Regions from separate parts of the Mus musculus genome. Here region 1 is linked to region 2. The links are chromatin contacts, called in public HiChIP or PLAC-seq maps. All regions are on one chromosome and are shown on one strand. The core of a region is the stretch at or near the end of the contact, and the rest is flanking DNA. Distances in the headings are between cores, read along the strand shown.

Evidence for each region. HiChIP or PLAC-seq counts read pairs in DNA pulled down with a chosen protein or histone mark.
Region 1: a FOXA1 HiChIP or PLAC-seq map of pancreatic cancer cells shows a contact between it and region 2. The contact joins two enhancer-like sites. A contact is called at or near these places in 4 of 39 promoter capture datasets (the SN4741 cell line, embryonic stem cells, liver and 1 more), 1 of 484 Hi-C or Micro-C datasets (group 2 innate lymphoid cells), 5 of 115 datasets of contacts at active chromatin or transcription factors (the SCID.adh cell line, embryonic stem cells, large pre-B cells and 1 more) and 3 of 9 other capture datasets (adipose tissue, liver and pancreatic islet).

The regions. Positions count from the first base shown.
Region 1 is chr2:25,166,597-25,169,487 of GRCm38.p6, forward strand. No RefSeq gene overlaps it. Among named protein-coding and RNA genes, the nearest start is that of Nrarp, 13 kb to the right of the region's middle. Within about 2 kb of position 1,550, at least 171 of the 459 cell types and tissues checked have an H3K27ac peak or open chromatin away from gene starts, as enhancers often do. A contact at or near this core is called in pancreatic cancer cells and pancreatic islet, where this site is marked.
Region 2 is chr2:25,383,402-25,386,379 of GRCm38.p6, forward strand. No RefSeq gene overlaps it. Among named protein-coding and RNA genes, the nearest start is that of Entpd2, 11 kb to the right of the region's middle. Within about 2 kb of position 1,315, at least 15 of the 459 cell types and tissues checked have an H3K27ac peak or open chromatin away from gene starts, as enhancers often do. A contact at or near this core is called in pancreatic cancer cells and pancreatic islet, where this site is marked.

The DNA of each region.
Region 1 (2,891 bases), core at 300-2,799, 220 kb before region 2:
CTACCATCCTCAAGCTGAGGTAAGAGTCAGTGGGCACTTGGAAGACAGAGCCAGGCAGATCTCTTAAGTTCAAGACTAACCTGATCTACATAGCGAGTTCCAGGACAGCCAAGACTATAAAGAGAGATCCTGTCTCAAGATGACAACAAGATTCAGTAGGCAGGGTAGGAGAGACAGTTCAGAGGCTAAGAGCACTGGTTGCTCTTCTAGAGGACCTAGGTTCAGTACCTAGTACCACCCTTATGGTGACTCAAAACCATCTGTAACTCCAATTCCATGGAACCTCCTCTGGTCTCTGTGGGCACCAGGCACATGTGATACAGGTACACGTGCAGGCAAAACATCCATTCTCATAAAATTTAAAACAAAAATGAAAAGAGGGCAGGCATCAAGTAGAAGACCCTATCAGTGCCCCAAATAATGTCCACTAGCAAGAAATGTCAAAAGCCAGCTCCTAAGTCCCCACCCTCCCTGTGCTCTAGACACTAGGAAGGGAAGGGAGTTTGGGACCTCTCAGAGCCTCTGACCAGGAAGATCTGCCCTCCACAGGGGCTGAGCACAGTCTTTCCCTCATCCCCAGTGAAGCCAAACTGCTGAGATCCCAGAAGCCAAGAGAGCTTGCTCAACACAGAAGGCCCATTGCCCTCATTGGGTGGCTGAGCCTAGAATTCAGGCGCTTTCACTCTGTGATGAAGAAAGGAAGGAACCCTTGAGACTGAAAATAAAGAAGTGAGTTGGGGGGGGGATAGGAAGAAAGGCCTGGGGGAGTGCTGAGGGTGACAAGGCCAGGCCTGCAGTGCCACTGGAGCACATCCTGACCTGGATGGACACCTGACACAGGCAGACACAGACTGCTTCTACCTGCACAGGGCCCCGAGTCTACCCAGAAAAGACACAGCCCACTGACAGGTACATCTGGGGTCTCTAGAACCCTCCCAAGCCAGTTCTGCCCAGGAAATGTCCATGGCCACCTTAAGGAAGCAGGACAGCCTCTCTAGGACTCCGGGATATGAGTTTGTAACAAGGCAAAGGAGAGGCCCCTGTTGGTCACATGTCCTCTACGCTGACAATCTCTATACTGCTAGTCTCACACCTACTCAGCTTGGGCAGTGGGGGAGCCCTGGAGTGGTCCAAGTGGTTGCCTTTGGTCGAGCCCCTGTGAATCAGTATGCTGCTTCTGATAGTTTGATGCCACCACCCCCTCACAATCCTCAGCCATTCTTGGTGGGTCTCTCTCTCTCTCTCTGGTCCCCTACTTCAAGTCTGAGACCCCTGCCCGCTTAACTGCCTGGCAAGGGATTATGTGGGGTCTACCACCTGCTGTGGGTGGTGGCCCTGGTGGGGGGCCACCCCCTGACCCATAATGGGTAGTGCCCAACCCGTGGAAGACAGGGCAGCCTGCAACGGGTACCCCTGCGTCTGGGGCGGGAAGGCAGTGGCGGCCGTTTGCTTTTGAATCCCCGCCGGCGCCCTGAGTGGCCCTTTCAAAGGCAGTGACGGGGGCGGGGGCCGTTCCCAGGCGCGCCCCGCCCGCCCTGCGCCCCTCCTCCCGCTTTCCCACGCCTGCCCGTCCGGCGCGTTCTCACGGCCGCTGCCCATCCCCCGTCTGGGAACCTCCTGCTCCGTGCAAGGACTAGGGGGCGGGGGTGGGGGATGGGGGTGGTGCCCAGGAACACCGGGGAGAAGTGAGTCGGGACCTGTGGGGAGAAAGGCACCCCGGGGCTTGGAGAAAGCACCAGCGAGAAGGGCACCCTAGAATCTTGGGAGATGGAAGAGAAGGAGGACCTACGGGGTGGGGGGGGGTGGGGGCGAGAGCCCACAGAGAATGGCGTTCCAGGGACTGGGGCGGGGCCTCAAGAAGTGGGGGGGGGTGGGTATTTCGTTTGTGAACTGGGTGGAGAGGGGGAGCCCCTGCCAGGCCTGGGAGGAGGCGTCCTGTGTGGCCCAGACCCTGTTTTATTTCTCTGACAAGAGTGGCCCGGGGCAGCAGAGCCTCAGTCTTCAGAGGCCCCAGTCTCCACCTACACTTACTGTCTTGCGCCTGCGCTGACCACTGACTAGGTTGGGGCTCCTAAAGCCTGACCAGTTTTAGCAAGTGCAGATTTCTTCTAGATAAGAACTCCTGAAAACAAAGTTTCCCCCAGGGCTGGAGATGGAGCTTAGTCTGTGGAGTGTTCCTAACAGGCAGAAAGCCCGGCCCCAGTACAATCCTCCCCCCTCCCTCCCCTCCCCCACACCAAGCAGTGCATAAACCCCATCTCTGTAATCCCTGCACAGAAAGATCAAAAGTTCAAGGGTATCCTCAACTAAACAGCAAGGGCCAACCAGGGCTACCTCAGAGCCTGGGTTTTGTTTTGCTTTTCTTTAAGATAGTTCACACGTTGCTTGGCTTCATTTGTAAGGGACAGTGTTCTGCTCTTGAAGGGAGCTGATAACCTGTGGGCTGTGTATGGCCCATTGTCCAGACCGTGGGCCTTACAACTTGATCCACAGAGGGACTGAAGCACCCATGAAGTGTACAGAGCTCTAGGTTCACATGCTGTTCACAGACAAGGCAGACCACTAGCTTTCAAACCTGGGAGTCGAATGGCCCAACCTGTAAGACCCTGGCCCCCACAACTTAGGCCTAAGAGCCCAGAGAAGACTGAGTAAAGGGTCCCACCACAGGGCCATGGCCCCAGCGTCTGCTTTCCAGTGAGGTAAAGAAGACTGGGCCTGGGGTGAGATGGCTCAGTGGGTAAGAGCACCCGACTGCTCTTCTGAAGGTCCAGAGTTCAAATCCCAGCAACCACATGGTGGCTCACAACCATTCGTAACAAGATCTGACTCCCTCTTCCGGTGTGTCTGAAGACAGCTACAGTGTACTTACATATAATCAATAAATAAATCTT
Region 2 (2,978 bases), core at 65-2,564:
ACCAAAGCACCCTGGTCAGGTGGCACACTGGTCAGGTGGCACGCTGGTGAGGAAGCAGAGCAGCTCTGTCATTCACACGCAGCTGTGCACGTGGCGTCACTTTTCAGAAATCCTCAGTTCCCAGAGCCAGCTGCAACCATGCAGAATAGTTTGGTAATTGCTTTAAAGACTAAAATTCAGCTCCGTGGTTGAGGGTATTTTTTTTTGTGCAAGCCTGCTGACCTGATTCTTGCTTGCTTCTCACACCGAACTGCCTTAGCTTCAACACCAGAACCTGTGTAAGGTGTAAAAGAACCAATTTCACCAAGTTGTCCTCTGACCTCCACAAATGCACTGTGGCACACGTGTACCCTGTTATATATATACACACAATTAATAATAATAGTAATAGTAATAAAGTAATTTAAATGAAAAATAAACTCACTAAACTTCATATTCTATATATGATGGTTTTAATTGCTTGTCAACTTGACTATATTAGGGTATCCAGTTATTTGGTCAAATACTGCTTTAATATTAATACCAAATTAATATTTAAATCAGTGGACTCTAGGTAAAGCACAGTGTCCTCTATCACATGAGTGAGTGACTGTCATCTACTAGGACCATGGTCTTAAAAGATAAGACTCCCAGAGGGGAACAAGCCTTGCTTCTAGATGGCCTCTGAGCTCAAAGTTGCAACATTATGTTGTCCAGCTGTAGACCTGCTTTGAGGAGGTTACATTTGTAGCCTCTCTCTGCCTTTGTGAGCTTCTGACAAATAGTTTCCTCCATAAGGTGGTCTGGCTGTTCTGGAGAGTGTCTCCTTGTTGTTGGGGGTTTTGTTTTGTTGTTTGTTTGGTTTGGTTTGGTTTGGTTGGTTTTTGAGATTGGGTTTCTCTTTGTAGCCCTGGCTGTCTTGTAACTAACTAACTTACTTTGTAGACCAGGATGGCCTTGAACTCAGAGATCTGACTCCAGATTTCTGGGACTAAAGGCATTTGCTATCTTGCCCTGGTTGCCCACAGCCCAATCTTAATGAAGGTATTTTCTCAATAGAAGTTTCCTCTTCTCAGTTGACTATAGTTAGTGTCACGTTGACCTAAATCTATCCATCACAGTATTGGTTACTGTTATATGCATTACTCCATTTATGCAACCATCATGAAATAACATGGTTAGACATAAAGGGATCAGGAGTTAAGAGCAAGAGATGGCCTGGGCTTAGCTAGAAAGGTTGGTGAGAGAGGCCTTTTAGTCACGGGGTGGTTGACTGTCACAGTGAGGCAGGCAATATTTACACAAGGCTGTCCTGTGATAAGAGCTGTGCACGCACTTGTCATGACTGGTGACAAACAAGCTCCTTAGTCTCTTGGTCACTCTTGTCCTCTAGTTGCATGAGATACCGGCACCAGTGAGGCATCAGAGGGCCAAGAGGCATTGTCTCTGGAACCCATGCGTACGGGATCATTTAAAAATGAAAGAGGGGACCTGGAGAGATGGCTCAGCAGTTAAGAGCACTAGCAACTTCCAAAGAACCACATGGTGGCTCACAACTGTCCAGAACAGCAATCTCAAGGGCTCCAAAAGCCCTCTAGCCTCCTTAGGCACCAGGCAAGTAACAATCCATTTCAAAAGGATAACTTCTTGGCTGGAGAGATGGCTCAGTGGTTAAGAGCACTGGCTGCTCTTCCAGAGGTCCTGAGTTCAATTCTCAGCAACCACATGGTGGCTCACAACTGTCTGTAATGGGATCCGATGCCCTCTTCTGGTGTGTCTAAAGACAGCTACAGTGTACTCATATACATAAAAAAAAATAAATCTTTTAAAAAAGAGGATAATTTCTTAAAAATATAAAATCAATGTTCAAGAAGAAATTGAGCACCGATCTAGCCATATAACCACCAAAGAAACTGAAAGGTTAAATTATTATTTAATAATAAACTATTATTTAGTAGTTAAAATATTATGCCAAGAAAATGTCAGGCCTGCACATGTTTTTACTGGTGATCATGCCATAAATCCAAGTACTAGAGATCCCAATACTAAGCACACTTTTCCCAGAAAGTAACTGTAAGAAGTTAGCCTAATGCTGATAAAAACCAAACAGGGTTTTCTTCTTCTGCGAGGAAAGAAAGCACATGTCCCTGTCCCGTAGCCACTCCGACCACATTCAACTTTGATTAGTCATGAAGAACACAAGGCTGTTCTAATATTTTTTTCCAGTGAATTACATTAATGATTGACAAAGAAAATCCACTGCTGCCTCAAAACATGCATGAAAACATAAAGTCAAACTCAGAGCCTGGTACCCACATGATGGTGGGCAGAGAGAGGCAACTCCAGAGAGCTGGCTCTGAGGCACGCACATTAACAAATGAATAAATGTGAAAATAAATGAGCTAGTAGACAATTCAAAGATATGATGTGGAGGAAATTCAAATATATATGTATGTCAAGGTGCAAGAAACCCCCTGAACAGGCTGTGTGTTGAATGGTTCCCTCCACCATTGTGCAAAAGGCAAAACTATGGAAACAGGAAGAAGGTCATGGGTGCTGGGGCCTCACACGGTGCCAGCAGTTGGAACCCAGGGAGTCTTTAAGGAGCTGAGACTGCTCATGTATGAGACAGAGTCAATGGACCCATGTCACTGTACGGGTGTGCAAGCACACACAAGAGATAGCCAAGTGTGGTGGTGGCCCTGAATGATGGTGAGTTGATGCACATTTAGTGGTGACCATGTGCCTCTGATTTTTTTGTTGTTGTTTGGTTTGGTTTGGCTTTTCAAGACAAGGTTTCTCTGTGTTGCCCTGGCTGTCCTGGAACTCTGTAGACCATGCTGGCCTCAAATTCAGAGATCCACCTGCCAATGCCACGTGAGTGCTGAGATTAAAGGTCCTGATTAAAGGACACCATTGCCTGGAATTCTGTGTCTTCTTAATATTGCTACTTACTTTTTAAAAAATGTCAAAAAGGAGAGAAAGAGGGAGAGAAAGAG